Regions from separate parts of the Mus musculus genome. Here region 1 is linked to region 2. Evidence: chromatin contacts called from public Hi-C data. All regions are on one chromosome and are shown on one strand. Each heading gives the region's core, a stretch centred on a gene start, on an enhancer-like site or on the middle of the called end of the contact. The rest is flanking DNA. Distances are from core to core; before and after follow the strand shown.

Region 1 (5,015 bases), core at 694-3,193, 290 kb before region 2:
AGGCTGGCCTTAGACTTCGACACTTCCTGCCTGTGTTCTGAGTGCTGTGATCATGGGCATGCGTCACCATGCGTCACGTCTGTGGGCTTTTAAAACAGGTCTCATCATTTCATTCTCTTTTCCTCTTCTTTGGAAACTTCAAGCATCCTGGATTATGCAACTCTTCCTTTTCTTAGGAACCAACCTTACGCTGTAATTAGTGTTGCCATCCTTGCTTTATTACCAAAGACATGGACTCTGTGACTTGCATACTTGCACAGGAGCTCCGTGTAAATGACACAGATGGGACCTCACTCCGAGTGTCTTGACTCCAAAGCACAAGTCCGTTTGATCTGATGTGGGATCTTCCACCAAGGATTTCATCTCCAACTTTCCTCTTCAGTCATCTGTCACCGTCTGTACACATGGCTGCTTGTATCCACACACTGGCTACTCCCTCTGTTTATGTTCTGTTGGGGTACAGTGGGCAGAGATGCTGCCTCTCATGGGATGCCCGGGATGCTTCTGACAGTGCCTGTGCAAAACAAAAAGAAAACCAAAAAAACAAAAACAAAACCCTCTAAGTTTCATCAGGCCTCCCCCAATTGCTGCAATTTCCTCCAAACTTTTTTTTTCTTTTCTACAGGATCAAAAATCTTAAAAAAGAATATTCTGGAAAGCATGGGAAAGTAGAAGCCTTGAGAGGTATGAAATAGGATTGCATTTAATGTGGGTGTGTGAGTTAGAGAATGAAGATGAGCGATTGTAGACACATTTTAAGGTTGCTCTTGTTTTTGAAGATTAGTACTCACACGCATATATGCAGTGAGAAACTGTAAGCTGTGGAGACTATAAAATGGTTATGCAAGTACTGAGTGTAATATCTCTGCAATCATGTCAGGTCTGGGGTTTGACATATATGAAGGCCAGATCACTGCCCTCCTTGGTCACAGTGGAGCTGGGAAAACCACCCTGATAAATACACTCAGTGGACTGTCACCCCCTACTACAGGTAAGAGGACACTTATTCAAAGACAAGCTCAAGGGCAAATGAATAGTCTGTGCTTTCCCTTAAACTTGGTGCATCATGTTGTTAAGACAAAACAAAACAAAACAAAACAACCAAAATCATCCTGGAGTTTTGTGTAAAGCTTTTGTGTTGAATTCCATGACATGTTTCCCCAATAGTAGGTGCTATTTTTATGTTTTTGTATGGCAATTGAAAACTTTCTTTAGAAGTTTAAGCTATTTTTACATAATTGTATACATTTGTGAAAATGTGCTTGATATAAGTGGCTTTATAATTATCCAGTTATTAATTAACATTTCTGCTTGATAAGGCATTGTTCTGAACATTGAATCTATTCTTTTGCACTCTCTGTCTCTGCCTCTCTGTCTCTCCTGTCTCTCTATATCTCTTTGTTTCTGTCTCTCTCTGTCTCTCTCTGTCTCTCTCTGCCTCTCTTTGTCTCTGTCAGTCTCTGTCTCTCTGTCTCTGTGTCTCTCTCTGTCTCTCTTTGTCTCTGTCAGTCTCTGTCTCTCTGTCTTTCTCTGTCTCTGTCTCTGTCTCTCTGTGTCTCTCTGTCTCTGACTCCGTCTCTGTCTCTCTCTCTGTAGTATATGGGTAGGTGTTGGTGAGCCTGCCAGGGTGAGTACATGTTGAGGTTGCGATGCCTTCCTCAATTTCTTCTCTACCCTTTTGTTTTAAATTATTCTTTATCTTAAAAACTCTTTATTTTTGAAAGTTTCGTATATGTGCACAGTGTATCTGGGGCACATCCATTCCACACTTCTGCCCACCAGCACCTCCCAGTCCCACCCCAATCTCTCTCTCTCCCTCCCAACTTTATGCTCCATGTCTTTAAAAAAAATACAGTAACTCATAAATACAAGTAGTCTTGCCCTTACGCACATGTGTGTGTACTTATCCTCTGGGACAGAGGCAACATACCAATAGCCATGATCTTCACACACAAGCAAAGTAATTCTGCCTCTCTTAGAAGCTATTAGCTTCTCAGCTTGAGGTGGGGCATTGGGAACTCCTTTCCCATCTATAATGCAAGTTTTAAGTCTCTTCATATTGCCTTCACCTTATTAGAGACAAGGCTTTTCCCCTAACTGCTGCATAACAAACACTTCACCTGCTGTGTGTTGCAAATCTGCTTGAGTGAATCCTGTAACTTACATAATTCACACCGCATCTGTCTGTCCATCTGTCCATCCATATGGTAATCCTGTACTTCCTCTGTACAGGTTCCGTCACCATTTATAACCAGACAGTTTCAGAGATGGACGACTCTGACGCCGTCCTCACGATCACTGGAGTTTGTCCACAGTCCAACGTACAGTTTGGCTTTCTCACCGTGCGAGAAAACCTCAGGCTTTTTGCCAAGATAAAGGGAATTTTGCCACATGAAGTGGAACAAGAGGTATGTGAACAAGTCCACGGTTTTGTAACAGTGGAAGTGAAATTGGCCGCCTAGAGAGTTTTAAATGTGCTTGTGTTGTCTGGATACTTCCATCTTCTAAAGTTAGGCCCAGAAGCTCTTTATAAAGGTAGAAAACTTTTTTAAAGGTAAGGAAGTCATGGTGGATCATGCCTGCCGAGGCAGGAGTCTTGCTAAAGTTCAAGCCAGCCTGGACTACAAAGAAAGATTTGGTCTCATTTAAAAGTAGAAATATCTTGGGTTTTACACTAAATGTTCTTCCTCATTTTGTTAGGTACAACAAGTTCTACAGGACTTAGAAATGGAAAATATTCAAGACATTCTTGCTCAGAATTTAAGTGGCGGACAAAAAAGGAAGTTGACTCTTGGGATCGCCATTTTAGGAGACCCCCAGGTAAGTGGATAAAAATAACTCGTGACATCCAATCAGAGACTCAGAAACTAACATATTGGATAAATTTGCAAATGATACATTTAAGAAAACTTTTACATACGAATACCAATACCAATACTCTTACAACTACAGTATTTTCTAGAATCATCTTACGCCAGAGAAATAAATGGCCCTGTAACGTTTTCTCTGCTGTTCAGGTTTTGCTCCTGGATGAACCAACTGCTGGGTTGGATCCACTCTCGAGGCATCGCATATGGAACCTACTGAAAGAGAGGAGAGCAGGCAGAGTAATTGTCTTCAGTACTCAGTTCATGGATGAGGCTGATATCCTGGCCGGTAACTATAGTTTTCTTTTGAGTTTCATAGTGACAAAGTAGGACTTAACATGGGTTACAAGTAGGCCCCTTAGACACATCTCACAAGTGACAGCCACAACCAACACAGGAGAATATCTCTTATCTGCTTCAATCTCTGTGTCCCCAATGCTTTGTCCTATGGAAGCAGTCTGATCCCATCACAGAGAGGTGATGTCGTCTCAAACATGGTTTAGTCCATGTGGATAGATGTCAGTAAGCTTGAAAGACACTGTATATATGCTTAACATTCCTAAATATGCAGATAATAAGTGAACCTAACTCGTCATTTCTGTTATCAGAGGGCCGAGAAAGTCTCAAAGTTAGTATGCGTCATGCTTCTACAGCATTCTTTGTTCCTGGGTTTTGATTTTTGCATTTATGAATACTGAAGAAACCACTAATACAATTTTAACTTTTGGTTCTTCTCAACTAGACAGGAAGGTGTTTATATCCAATGGGAGACTGAAGTGTGCGGGCTCTTCTCTGTTCCTGAAGAAGAAATGGGGCATTGGCTATCATCTAAGGTACAGCTCTCAGGGCTGGAGACAGACACATGGCAGGCACACTGGTGATAGGTTCCAACAGTATCAGGTCAAGATAGACCTACATCTATATAGTTGGCTCCAATGGACATGTTAGAACTAACTTACACATGAGCTTAGCAAGAACATAAGATACATAGTGTCATAGACACTGAAAATCAGTCTTCATGTAGGTGTGAAGAGAATATTTTTCATAATGCATTGCTTCTGAGAGTAACTTCTTGGTATTTTGACCTTTTCTCTCATCTTATCTCAGAGTGGATTTCTGTTCATCTAGATGATTTCTATACTCTTGGTTCTCCCTGGCTTCATGTTTGCCACCTTCCTCTTGGGTCTCTTTCATTTCAGGATAATCACGTGATGGCTGTAAAATCTTAATTTTTTTTTTTAAAATGACATCATCCTGGAGATTCAATAGACACCACTATTACTTTCTTTGATTTCTTAAGCTCATCAAACCTACAGTGCCACACTGTCCACTGTTACATGTGGGTTAAATACTTTCCCTCCAATTAAAAGGTACTACCATTGTTCTCTCGGCAAGTCTATGTGTGGATCTTTGTAGTTGCCTTGTTTCTGTCTTATGGAATGTATCTGTTTCATCAGCCTTCATCACACTCAGCCGTGTACAAACCTTACCCATGTATCTGTGTATGTCTCTGTGTGGGCGTGTACATATGTGTATGGTGTTCACACAGGCCCCAAGGGGGCATCAGATACACAGAGCTAGTTATAGGTAGTTGTGAGTGGCCAGATGAGGGTGCTCAGAACCCAACCCACATTTCCTGTAAGAGTAGCAATTTGCTCTTAACTGCTGAGCCATCTCTTCAGCCCCCCTATCTGTTCTTGGAGGCCATTTCTGAATATTTTATCCTAAATGAGTATCCTGTGTGCTAGAATTTAAAATGCACTAATTCAAATTGGGCTTAATCAATTAATTTGGTCTTCATTAACTTCGTTTGTAAATCAGCAGCAATAGTACCTTTTTTATTTTTTATTTTTAGTTAACGGTAATGAAATGAGTTCTTGACAGGGTACAGTGTACTTAATTGAATGGACACAGTTTCCCACTCTCTCACTTTTTCGGATATCCTCTTGCTTTGTATTATCATTATGCTATAAGCTATTTTAGGGAAGGGGCTAAAATTTCTTCTGCTTTGTGTCTTTGATAGTACTAGGCACAGCACATTTAAAGCACAGAACAGTTTTCAAACTAACTTTAGGTTTATCTAACCAGTGAAGTGTGATAATTTGTACCACTCTGTCACCTCCGTACGTTTGTACATTTCAGTGGATA
Region 2 (4,605 bases), core at 2,090-4,589:
CTCTCTGGGCTAAGTTTGCAGGGGTGAGTGCACGCACCTTGATTTTAGGCAGCATCATCCTGTGGGCTGGGGTCCTGCAGTAAAAGCTAGCTGAGCATTCTTATTTTTCACTCTCTACTTCCAGGCTGGAGATGCCACATGACCAGTGACCAGCTGCCTCCTCGGAATCCTGCCCCCACCACGACTGACGGCATCCTCCAATTGTGAGCCAAGACAAATCATTCCTTCCATAAACGGCTTCTTGTCTGGTACGTTATGACAGTAATGTGAAGAGTAACTAAGACTAAGTAACAGTAATAAATGTGATCTCTAAATCTCCAACCAACTCATCCAATGTAATTCAGGGTAACGGATGAAAACGTCCTATGGAAACCTATATGAAATGTCACTGGGCTTTGATGTTCATCTAAATTTATTAGAACAGACAATCAGTACGTCCTCCAGAGGAGGAATCTACCCCCTCCCCCACCTTAGCATGATTGGACTACTGTTCTCCTCCGTATGGAAAGAGTGAATAAGATTACAATGATCTTTTAGCTTAAGGTTATGTGTGACAACTGCAACTCTCTGCATTAGTTAGCCTCTCCTTCCTATAACAAAATGCTTGGGGATGGTTAATTTTATCTTTTACAAAGAAAAAAGAAAAAAGAAAACAACCAAACCCAAACAAAAATCATTAAACATATAGGACCAATAATAACAAGATTTAGAGACAACCCTACCTAATGGTTGCTTCTAAACCTCAAGATCCATGTAGTTAAAGAGACTTGTTGAAATTTTAAGGAGACAAAATACAACTAATTTGATTGACTTGAGCCCCATTAGATGAAGCGGACTCATCTCTTAAGACTTGGCTCTGCTTGCATCCTCCTGGAAGGTGCTGTGCAGAATGAGTGCCATCCACACAGCCTGGTTTGCAAGTGTGTTCCTCTTTGAGCCTTTGCCACCAGAGGCAGAGCTCAGTGACCCCATGAACACAGCACGAAGGGTCATGAAGGTCTTCTCATTAGCAAAAAGCCCTGAACAGCTGAGAGTTGTAGGAATCGAGGATACGATGTGAAAGTATTGCCCACAGAATCCATCAGATCCACATCAGAGTCCTCCCTACTCATCCTGCGTCCCATGATTCCGTGGCTGTCTCTCCCACCACCTGTGTATAAAGAGCCTTCACTCCTCCTCTGAGGGAGAAGACCAGGAAAGCCGGGCTTACTCTTCTGCACCTGTCCTCTCAAGCTGTTTGAAATGTCCTTGGCTGGGTCATACGAGCACTGAGGACCTCCCGCCCCTGTTGTTATCATGAGGATGATGCAACTGATCTAAGCAGAGTGTGGTGTCTGCCAGACCCTACACTTGGAACTTCGTGTATTCATTGCACTCATTCCACACAGCGCCTTTTAAAGTTGGCTTTACTCTCCCCATTCCACAGAGGAGAAAACTGAGGCCTTGAGGGGTTTAATCCCTGTTCAACATCGCCCAGCTGCCAGAATCGGACACCACTGTTGTGTTTTATAAAGAAATAAGGAGAGAAGAAATATGTTTGGTGGAGGTGAGGTAAGGTATGGGGGAAGAGAGTGCCTCTGTGGGCCCATGCTGAGGCATTCCGAAGCTGAGAGAGAGAGAGAGAGAGAGAGAGAGAGAGAGAGAGAGAGAGAGAGAGAAGGGTAGAGGCTGGTCATGAGCACTTGGAGAGAGAGGGGGAGGGGAATGGAGAGGGGGGGGGGTAAGGGACAAGAGGACAGAGCAAGAGCAAGAAGGCAAGAGAGAGAGGAGAGAGAGGAAGAGGCCAAGCAGCCCCTTTTATAGTGAGTCAGTCACACCCGGCTGTTGCCAGGTAACCATGGGGCGGAGCCTAGTCTAAATGCCAACGCACCCCTCCCAAAGCCCCTGTAGCTTCGGCTACCCACCAGCCTCCACCGCTGCTCTCTCCTAACAGACCAACTAAAAGGTGAAATTACAGCGAAGGAGGAGGAAGAGGTGTTACAGAGAGGCAAGAATGTTCCGAATAACTTTTTTTAAATGAATTGTCTTGAGAGGCATTAGGAAGCATGGAATTTTGAGTTGGAGCGACGCGATGAAGACATTTCGGCTGTGTTACGCTGCGGATAGGGTTGACGGACCCGGGCTGGGAATGAATTCACCAAAGACATTGGAGTGAGGAAATGGTTTATTAGATGCAGTGACACAGCACAGCAGGGAAGAATTCAGGGGCCGAGTCTACACAGCATCCCAAGGGGCTCCTTTTATGAGAGGGGAGCTTCTAGGGATTCATTCAGGAGGTGTCTCAATGTCCTGGTGTCCTGTGATAATTGTGTCTGGGGCTTTCGGTAGTTAGTGATGTCCTAGCCTTGAGACAATGATAGTGTTGTCCTGCATCAGAAACAGCTCAGCACAACTGAACCGGTATCCTGGTGTCCCTATTCTGCAGCTAGGGCTTGTGTGTGACAAACACTCTGAGGGGACAATGGCCCTGTTTGGAGACAGCAGTGGCCGTGCTCTCAGCCCTGCTTGCTCCAAGGCAAGCCATCTTGTTCTATGACTAGAATGGTTCAGCACAGCACCTCCTTTTCCCCAGAACACTGCCAATGGGTTAAATCGTATTATAAAAGGCAAAATGTATATCTGAAGCATGAGAAACTGCCTGCGTTATCTGTTGCTGTGTATCAAATTACTCGAACATTTAGTTAGACAGTGTGTGTGTGTGTGTGTGTGTGTGTGTGTGTGTGTGTGTGTGTGACCTCACGGTTTGTAATGGCAAGGAATTTTGGAATATCTTAGCTAGGTGCTTCTGACTCAGGGCTACTCGTGAGGTCCAAGCTGTCAGACAGGAAGTCTGTCATCAAGCCCAGATCTGTTTCTGAGCTCATGCACAGGACGATGAAAGAAGGTGTTAGTCCCTGCCACTTGGGCCTCTCCATAGGTTGCTTGAGACTTGGCAATGGCTGCAAGCCATATATTCTGCCTAAAACTGTGTAACTGTCAGGGTACAGAGAGCAGACACAAAGGTGACTAGTGGAAGGGAGATGCCACATGAGGCCATCTTGCAGGCTGGCTACATGGCTGCTCTGTCCAAGGAAAAACTAACAGGAGACTGTTTTCTTCTGTGAATGTGGCAGTGTTGTTCAGCATACACCCCAGCCCTGCTTCTGAACTGAATACTGAAATGTTCGGAAGCAGAAAAGCTACGTGGAGAGATCGCTCAGTTGGTAAAGGGTGAGCATGAGGGCCTGGGCTCACTCCTTAGAACCTGTGTAAAAAAAATTCCCAGTGTGGTGGCATGCGCTTAAATCTCAGCACTGAGAAGTCAGGGACAGGCAGGCCTCTTTGGGTCAGGGACAGGCAGGCCTCTTTGGATCAGGGCCAGCTGGCCAGGCCTACGGCAGAGCTCATGCCAGGGAGAGACCTTGTCTCAAAAACATCAACAAGAAAAAAAATAAAACAGACATGATGAGCAGCTCCCAGGAACAAATGATACCTGAGGTTGACCTCTGACCTCTGACCTCCGCAGGCACATGCACACACACACACATATATATATATATACATGCACTCACACACAAGTGTGTGTAATGAGAGTTTGGGTTTCTTTAAAAACCCCAGTTGTATGACTATGTTTTTGTTTTAATCCCAAGTGTGGACTATGGGGCTGCTTCAGTTTGTCCACAGCCATTAAGTAGGATTATCTCGTGTTGGGGGTGGGGGTGATGGCAAGATTTTTGCCAGCTGCAGATAGTTGAATTCTGGGGACTCTAGAGAGAATATAAATGAGAGAGCCTGAGAGGGTCTTCGGCAGTGGCTGCTGCCCCCGCGGATGCCCCTCCAGGTGCTGCCCTCACTGTGTTTGCTATTGCTAGGTTGCTGGATATTTTAACAATGAAGAGTGGACTTGTCCCAAGAAATACAATGACCACAATCAGCAGGACGTAGCCTACAGAGGTCTATGCCCCCCTTCTGCTCTAACCTTCGTTCTCACCTACCTAGTGTTTGGGAACTGGAAGGGATTGGGATAGAAAAGGGGTTGGGGAAGTAGAGGTATAAGAACCCAATAAAATAATAAAAATGAATACACCAACTGTGGGGTGGGGTGGGGTGTTGTATATGCTTGGTCCAGGGAGTGGCACTATTAGTAGGTATGGCCTAACCTACCACAGACCAGAAGTAGGGGGAAAAGAAGGATAATAGGAAAAGGGAGTTGTGGACCTGTTTAAAAATAGTTCCTTGGGGGCGATTCTACTCTTTGTTGTCAGGATACCAGCGGTCCAGTTCAATAGCAAACACCAAACATGAATCAATAGTAGTGGTATGATCCAGCAGAAACAGCAAGGATCCGCCAAATCCAATTGGCAGGAGTCAGTGGAAGTGGCCAGAATTAACCATAACAACACAAGAAGTTCTTTGGTGCATTTCTCTCTATGAAGTAAAGACCAGCAAAAACACAGGAAGACCAGGGAAGACCAGCAAAGACTAGGGAACACCAGGGAAGAAGTGAAGAAGCCAGAATCGACACCAATGAAGACCAGGGAAGATCAGAGAAGACCACTGAAGAAGCAAAGCAGCAAGGCCAGCAAAGACCAGTGAAAAGGCTAAGAAGCAAGAAACAAGACCAGC

The links. A called contact is a pair of places that touch in the nucleus more often than the background predicts.
Region 1: a Hi-C map of liver shows a contact between it and region 2, with 4 times the contacts expected there. The contact joins two enhancer-like sites. A contact is called at or near these places in 1 of 15 datasets of contacts at CTCF or cohesin (the NIH/3T3 cell line), 1 of 484 Hi-C or Micro-C datasets (liver) and 1 of 9 other capture datasets (embryonic stem cells).

The regions. Positions count from the first base shown.
Region 1 is chr11:110,142,884-110,147,898 of GRCm38.p6, reverse strand. Abca9 (ATP-binding cassette, sub-family A (ABC1), member 9) reads left to right here. Exons shown (of 39, transcript NM_147220.2): 11 at 626-684; 12 at 881-991; 13 at 2,233-2,408; 14 at 2,701-2,820; 15 at 3,018-3,156; 16 at 3,610-3,700. Among named protein-coding and RNA genes, the nearest start is that of Abca9, 23 kb to the left of the region's middle. Within about 2 kb of position 1,943, at least 4 of the 459 cell types and tissues checked have an H3K27ac peak or open chromatin away from gene starts, as enhancers often do. A contact at or near this core is called in liver, where this site is marked.
Region 2 is chr11:109,850,980-109,855,584 of GRCm38.p6, reverse strand. No RefSeq gene overlaps it. Among named protein-coding and RNA genes, the nearest start is that of 1700023C21Rik, 7.4 kb to the right of the region's middle. Within about 2 kb of position 3,339, at least 17 of the 459 cell types and tissues checked have an H3K27ac peak or open chromatin away from gene starts, as enhancers often do. A contact at or near this core is called in liver, where this site is marked.